2 separate regions of the Lactuca sativa genome follow, and region 2 is linked to region 1. A link is a contact called in public Hi-C data. All regions are on one chromosome and are shown on one strand. The core of a region is the stretch at or near the end of the contact, and the rest is flanking DNA. Distances in the headings are between cores, read along the strand shown.

Region 1 (3,938 bases), core at 271-2,770:
GGCCCCAGGTATGTTTTTTTTATTAATTAATTAATTAGTTTACTCTCATATGTTTTTTTTTTTATTTAAGATTTTGAAATAATGATAAAACAGTTTAGAACTGGTGCTGTTATGCATGGGCCTAAACCCCGCAGCCATGCGTTTAAGCTGAACAAGAAGGTCAGAAGACTAGGGCTCAAGATTGCATTGTCTGCTCGTGCAGCTGAAGGGAAGGCAAGTCTTGATTTTATTTTCTACTTTCAAATAAAATATTTAGTTTATATAATTTATTAACATATAAAGGTAACAATTTGCAGCTTTTGGTGTTTGAGGATTTAGTGCTTCCGACTCATAAAACAAAGAATATTGTGAGTTTTGCGAATCAAATGGAAGAGTCCAAGAAGATTCTAGTGGTGGATGGAGGTCCTATTGATGAAAACCTCAAGCTTGCAACTCAAAACCTACATTATGTCAATGTTCTTCCCTCTATTGTAAGCTTTCTACGTCTATTTTTTTAATGATGATGAAAAGGGCGTTTATGTCTTTTGCCCATACGAGATATGAGGAATATATCTGTCATGTCATGTCATTAGCTGTTCTGTTTAGTTATGAATTGTTTTGGTTTGGTGCAGGGTTTGAATGTTTATAGCATCCTTTTGCATGACACGTTGGTGATGTCACGTGATGCTGTTAACAAGATCGTTGAGCGTATGCACACTCCCATTAATCGTTGATTTTTTTTAAAAAAAATTTGGAGGTAGTGTTTTGAGTCACTATGCTAAGAGACTTCGGAGTTTTGCAAGTGTAGAATTGTTTCTTTTCATATATTACCTTCACTTTGTAAGGGGTTTTTGTTATAGATTTAATGACATTTTGAACATGTTGTTTTGATATGAACAATATTTCAAATGTTTGAATAATTTGGGATTTCTTTTGATGAATTATAGAAGACAAGATAGATAAACTTGTCACTTAGCTTTAAAAAAGTATGTGTTCAATATCTTAAATTAAATGGTTGGTTTTGGTGTTACATTTACATAAGAAGGAAACACACTTTTCCTTGCATCAAATTGCACAATTTTTTTTTATTGCTCGTAGAGTTGGTTTCCAAGATTCTTGATGTTTGCTTTAAAAGATTGTAATGTTTTTGTATTGCAAGTAGAGTTAGATTTCTATTTAAAAAGTCAATTTCACAATTTAGGAATCAAATTTTATATTGATTCTTCAAGTCATTTAAGCATAACGTAAATAGAATAGAAGAAAATATCCAATATTTGGAAAGGTAATTGCATAATTGGCACCTAAATGACTTAAAGTAATGTTCTTACATTGCATTTCATGCCACCGTTGACCTTTTCAGTTTTCACTCCAATTTCATTATGCACACAAGTTATCATCTCAAGTAGCCTCAGCAATTGCATCAAGCAATCTCCAAAAAGCCAACTCATATCCAAGTCTTCACTTTCATCTAAAGAAAGAAACTTTGAGGTCAACCCTTTGTTTTTTGATAACCAAGTAGAGTAGATTTCAAGATTCGTTGATCTTTTATAGGCAATGGAGTCGCTTACATTTTGTAGATAAGTTATTTTCCAAATGAGTTTCCATAAGGAGAACCTTGATTTGGTTTTGGTACCAAGTGGGCTTCTGGTCATGTTTGGATACCACCTATGGCTTCTCTATAGATGTCTCAATTGCCCTCACACCACAACTATTGGCTTTGAAAACAATGACAAAAAAGCTTGGGTCGACAAAATCATGAAGGCAAGATTTTTAAAATTTTTATATACAATTCGATACAATTTCCCCAAGGGCATACATACCACCATTGGTTCAAGGTGGTAAACATGTAGACCTAGTTAAGGGTTCAAGTTGTAGCAACAGCTGCTACAATATAGAACGTAGTGAGCCACTATGTATCTTATTTATATTTCAAATGATGCTTTTGGGGCAGAGCGATGTGGGCCATATTAGGGGTTACTGAATGAATAATTTTTATTTAAGAACTTCAAAACAATTGTAATTTAAATACCCCATTTGTTATTTTTCTTTTTGCTAGATGGAAAACAATGACTTTGCGGTTCCTCTAAACGTGCTTTCCTACAATATATCATCATCAAATTTCATGTCATCCATATGTCTAACTCTTTGTGCGGTCATCGGCACTTTGGTTGCAAACAGTTCTTCAGTGTTTCAAAGCAAGTTCATCTATGGAGATGCAAATTCATCAACAATATCAATAAAACACATAAGCCTCTTGGTTTGTTTTCTCTTGGCCTTTGCTTGTTTTATTGAGTCCACAAGATCATTGATTCATGCTACTTATCTAATAAGTATGCCAAATAGCAATGTGCCAATAAAATCAATTGAATTGGCTGTGATTAGGGGTGGTGATTTTTGGTCACTTGGGCTTAGGGCACTTTATCTTGCCCTATTGTTGTTGCTATGGCTTTTGGGGCCTATTCCCATGTTCACAACCTCGATAATGATGGTTTGTGTGCTTTATTTTCTTGACAATAACACGGTGCCATTGCATGTGCATCAAAGCACCAAATCGATGGAGATTGGGAGAAAGGTGGCCGAAATCTTACCAAATAGTAGAGAGTGATCTTGATATTATGTAATGTAAGAGTTTTATAATTCATATACTTTTCAAATGTATAGTAATTACGTTAATTCAACACTATCATTTGATAACCATACAATAAAAAAGGAATACAAATAAATTTAGAAGAATTGCAATATAGTATCTGCAAAATTCTCTTTGAAGGGCAACCAGATGAAGTCTCAGAATGTTAATAATTAAATTAAAAGTAATCTAGATTATTCGTTATTTCCAATTAGTTATTTAGTTAATTTAATTGTTTTCGTGTGGCAAGTGATAACTCTTAAAAGAACTATCATTTATACAAATTCAATTGGGCCTTGTCCTGTAAATTGTAATTCTCTTTACTAAACTCTAACCAATCTTCATGTTCAAAGTCCATTGATTTTTCTATTTGCAAAAGAAAGTTCCATGAACGCCATGTAGGCATGTAGTATACAAAACATAAAATTTCCATATATTTTGAAACACAATGTCTTTTAAACATGACTTAGTTAGATCAAAGGGTGAGTAATTACCATCGTCGTTTCGGTAAAATATTGTTTATGCTGGTCAACAAGTCAAGGGTTTAAATCCCCTTTCGGGTTGGATAATTCGGATTTTTCATGTTAAAAAAAATACCCATTACCGATCCACATTAAATTCGGGTATCGGGTCAGGTTTGGGTAACTCGGGTATTACCCGAAATATATAATTTTTTTTTTTGAATTTCTCCTGAAAATAAATTTAATAAAATAAATACGTCATGTTTTATTAGTCTTGTTTATATAAACAAACGAGGCATAAACAAACTTACTCAAACTTTGAACATTAAGATTTTTTAGTCAATAATACCTGAGATATCAAGTAATTTTTTAACAACTTAATCTAATCTAATAAAATGTTAAAAAACAAATACTTAAAGATCTTAATTTAAAAGTTTAAAATGTTTAAGATAATTGTAGCCATAAGTTTTGTTATGTTCTGAAGTTTCGTCAAGATAATGAGTTTGTTAGTTGCAATAAAAATGATAATCTAGAAAACAGTTAAGTTTTAAAGAACATGATGATATATAAACAATTACTTTTACAATTGCTAGTGTCATATTGTCATAATAAAAAAGATTCATATTTTGCAATAATGATAGTTAGTTTAAGCGTGATCAAATACCTGCTACAAAGTACAAGCTTTACGAATAAAAAGAAATTTTAAAATAATTCGGGTAATTCGGGGATACCCGAAACCCAACAAACGTACCCTTTACCCGACCTGAAAAAAAAATCTGGTTACTCGATTACCCGAAAAAAAATCCGATTTACCCGATACCCGAAAAAATCGGGTGGATAATTCGGATATCGGGTATTTTCGACAGGGCTAG
Region 2 (4,447 bases), core at 68-2,567, 210 kb after region 1:
AATGTACAAATATAATGTATAGAAAATAAATCCTTAAAAGAATTGCATTTAGCTTGTTTCAGAGCATACATTATAGATAATTTAATAACAAAAGTTGAGTGGGGGTGGAATATATATTTAAGTTTCCTTGGATTAAACTAGAATATCATCTTGAAGTTCAGCTAATATAGAGTTCAATGGAAATCGAACTATCTAAATAGGAAAAAATACTTTTTAATCCTTAAATAAATATTATGAATTAGGTTTTGTTTTATTTTTTAGCTGGCAAATTTTATTAAAAAACAAAAGCTTTGTGAGTTATAATGAGTGAGAAAGAAACGAACAAAAGGAAATTACAAAAAATGGGTAGCGACTCCAACTTACCTAATTGCAATTTACAAACTTACCCATATATCTAATCCATCCAAACACCAAACAAATTATGTTTTCCGTTGTTTTTGCTGGGTTACAGTAGGCTTTTTAAACACCATTTTATTTTTCACAAACAAAATACGCCACAACGTGAGAGACGACTTTTTTTTTTCTTTAAAGAATGACTCTAAGTAGAAATGAAGTCAATAAACTCATCATCTTTGTAAAACTTTGAGGATAAATTCCATTCATCTGAGAACCCCAACAATGATTTCCGACGCAAATTAACAATCCTTGTATGGTCGAAAATTTTAAATAATCCTTCCAAACAAAACATAGTATTTTGTAGGGAGCAAGGTGTCTACACCAATGCATTTGTTGAAGGTTTAGTCATCCTATAGCCAACCATTTTCCTAAACGGACCATGAGAATACCACCTTCTAGTCATTCTTCTTTTTAGAAGGTTATTTGTGTCCCATAACCAATAGACTACGAAAAAAAAAGTACATGTTATTTGTTATGCATAATTAAAAATCTAAGTAAAATAAAATTGATAAATAAAAAGTTATTTTATAAAAACAAATTTATCAACATAAAAAACTATTTGATAAAATTTTGTTGTCAATAAAAAATAATATGACAAAGAAAACTTTTTTTCAAGAAGATTAAGCATTTAAGATTCTCTTGCATAAGGAAAAGAAATCATATTCCTTAAGAAAAAGCATCATTTCATTCATTTATAACAAACAAATTAAATTTGATTAATACCTTAATGTCCCATTACATTCACATGCTCGATTAACATATACGAAATGAATCACTAGCTAAATATAATAACAAGTAGTGTTTATATATTTTGGTATTTCAAATAATAAAATGAATAGTGTTTGACTATTATTATTATTAGTATTATAGTAAATAATATTACTAGAAAGATAAGAAGGAAGATAGATTTTGTTGAATAAACAGGGGACACGCCACCATTGTTTCTCACTCCCGCAATTACAGGGGGCCTCTCATCTTTCGCTTTCTTTACCCCCGGCCTGTCAGCACCGCCACCTGTTCCCTCTGCAGATTTTCCCCACTCTCTCTCTTTATACTAACCAACTGCTTTACAGCTCCTTCGTTTTCATCCATCCTAAACATTTATGTATGCATCATATACGATTTAATTATACACACACCACCACCACCTTCTTTTGGAAGTTTTCAACAGCTGATTTTTGATGAAAAAAGCTACTCTTTCAGTCGTACTCCTCTACACTCACCATTTCTCTGAAAAAGCTCTACTTTTTTCAGACTGAGAGAGAGAGAGAGAGAGAGAAGTTTTTACCAGTGGGTGGGGGTTTATAACTTATAGCTTCTTTTTGTGTTCATAATGTTGATGAAATAGTGTTTCTGATTGGTCGAATTAGGAGGTTTGATTTTGTGTTTGGATTCTGTGATGATGTGTGGCTTAATTGATCTGAACACCATTAACGACGATACTGACGAGGTTGCGGGGTCGTTGGTTCTCGATTCTCCATCGTCTTCGGATTCGTATGCATCTCCGGCGTCGGAGTTGTCTCTGTTGTCGTCTTCTCCGGTGCTCTGTAGTTTGGAGTTGTGGCACGCGTGTGCTGGACCTTTAATTTCGTTGCCGAAGAAAGGAAACGCCGTCGTTTACTTCCCACAAGGTCACCTAGAACAACTACGCATCTATGATTCTCCGGCCATCTCCGGTGTCCATCTCCCTCCCCACGTTTTTTGCCGTGTCACCGACGTTAAGCTTCACGTAAGTTATACGATTAGGGTTTCTTATTTACTAAAATAAACCGATTAGGGTCACAGATTCACAGGTTATACTCATTCATCTGTTATCTTTTTTGAATCAGGCCGAATTAGGATCCGACGATGTGTATGCTCAAGTTTCACTGATTCCCGATGTTCAGGTCAGGTTTCCTTTCGATTTACCTCCATCAAACGATATTTTCTGGTTCTTGAATCTTGACTAGGGTTGAATGACTTCAATCTCACAGCTGGAGAAGAAATGGGGTGAAACAGAGGTTGAAGAAGACGACAACGGAGGTCTCGATGAAAAACCATCAACACCCCACATGTTCTGCAAAACCCTCACTGCTTCCGATACCAGCACCCATGGCGGATTCTCTGTCCCACGTCGGGCTGCAGAAGATTGCTTCCCTCCTCTGGTATTCCATCTACAGTCCTTTTCCTAAAATGGCGACATTAATCATTATCATGTTCACACCTTATAAGTCATTAATCCTACAGGATTATAAACAGCAAAGACCTTCACAAGAACTTGTAGCTAAAGATCTCCATGGAACGGAATGGAAGTTCCGCCATATCTATCGAGGTATAATCAAAATCTTTTATACCTTCGTTTCATGATAGTTATTAACTTATTATTTTCCGGTGACTTTTACAGGCCAACCACGGCGGCATCTGCTAACCACCGGTTGGAGTGCTTTTGTGAACAAGAAGAAGCTTGTATGTGGAGACGCTGTTCTTTTTCTCAGGGGTGATGATGGGGTACTCAGGTTGGGTATCCGGCGATCAGCACAAGTAAAAACCGCACCTTGTTTTCCGGCGACCTACCGCCACCAGTTAAACGATTTCACCACCGTCGTCAACTCCATTTCACAGAGAACTGTCTTCAATGTCTCCTACAACCCAACCGCTTCTTTCACGGGTGGCGTATCAGAATTCATTCTACCATATCATCGGTTTCTGAAGAGTCTTCTTCCCAACAAATTCTCACCTGGAATGAGGTTTAATCTTCGTTTTGAAACAGAAGATGCAGGAGAGAGAAAAAGTACAGGGATGATAACTGGGATTAGCGATGTGGACCCTGTCAAGTGGCCTGGATCGAAATGGAAGTGTCTGATGGTGGGTCTTTAGTTTTGATGAACATCTTCAGTTTCTTGCTTTTCCGATGGGTTATTTATTTATGTGTTGATATATTTTCAGGTGAGGTGGGATGGTGTGGAAGCTACAACAAGGCAAAACCGAGTTTCTCCATGGGAGATTGAGCGGAGTAACTTGGTTTCCGGAGCCGATAGCAATTTGTCACCCATGGCCAAAAGGATAAAGACTAGTTTTCCGCCCATTTTTCACGTGCCCAAAGGTATGATATATTTTTCATGAGAATCATTTCTTTATTCTTTTATCTAAGAAAATGAAAAAAATAGGGTGTAGCATAGTTGGTTTTGGGGTGATATATTTGCATAATGGTCAAGGGTTCGTGTCTCAAGTGGGCCCTCAAGTCCCTAACAAGTTGGTTGTGGGGTATCAATGTAGATATGGTCAAGAAAATTTAGAGTCACCGTGTGAGAGTTTCAATTCTAATATGGATTTAGTTTTTTATAGATAGTAGCCTCTTATGCGTTGTATACTTGATCTACATCCCACATGATGTTTCTTAGAGGTTGTTTTATGTCTTTTACCGGGTACGGTAAACTCGGTTAGATTCAGATTGTTTGATATCACACATATAAACATGTGGCTCGGTCATATGCCTTTTACTCGGCCAAATTCGGTCAGATTCAAGATTCACGCTTGCATCTGACTTCAGGCCTTGACGCAATTAGATCTGACCATATGCCTCTTACTCGGACAGATTCATGCTTGCATCTGACTTGTGGCGGACTTGACCAAATCAGATCTGACTCAATCAACAACTATCAAATAAACCTTTAAACAGTTTAGGAATTGCTAGAAATATAACCTTTTTGCAGATAATGCAAAATATGTCAACTTAGTCCTCATTTCTTACAGATGTTGCATCAGGAGGAGGAGCATCAGACTTTGAGAAATCTATGAGATTTCAAAAGGTCTTGCAAGGTCAAGAAATTTTCGGTTATAATCATATATCCTCATTAAGGAACAATCTTAGCAACCTCATTGGCATAGGCTATAGTAACCCATTCCAATTCAACGAGGTCTTGCAAGGTCAAGAAATATTTTCGAAACCACAATTCGGGCACTCTCCCATTCCACCTTACAAAAATGCAATCCCTCAACATCCTTTCTCAAATCCTATACACATTTCCCATAATTTAAAGGCACCCAATTTCCCTAGGCCATATTTCGGGCA

What was found. Hi-C and Micro-C count contacts between places; a contact is called where the count stands out from the background.
Region 2: a contact with region 1 is called in a Hi-C map of seed, with 4 times the contacts expected there. The contact joins the promoter of LOC111894992 here to the promoter of LOC111894997 in region 1. A contact is called at or near these places in 3 of 4 Hi-C or Micro-C datasets (leaf and seed).

Annotation. Positions count from the first base shown.
Region 1 is chr4:81,774,424-81,778,361 of Lsat_Salinas_v11, forward strand. It overlaps LOC111894997, which reads left to right and starts at 1,521. Exons shown (of 2, transcript XM_023891082.3): 1 at 1,521-1,740; 2 at 2,036-2,750. The coding sequence starts at 1,573. The coding sequence ends at 2,584. It overlaps LOC111894980, which reads left to right. Exons shown (of 9, transcript XM_023891064.3): 6 at 1-8; 7 at 94-213; 8 at 297-470; 9 at 612-899. The coding sequence ends at 713.
Region 2 is chr4:81,986,305-81,990,751 of Lsat_Salinas_v11, forward strand. LOC111894992 (MLO-like protein 7) reads left to right here and starts at 1,318. Exons shown (of 20, transcript XM_023891079.3): 1 at 1,318-2,125; 2 at 2,226-2,282; 3 at 2,370-2,540; 4 at 2,623-2,707; 5 at 2,780-3,240; 6 at 3,322-3,478. The coding sequence starts at 1,796.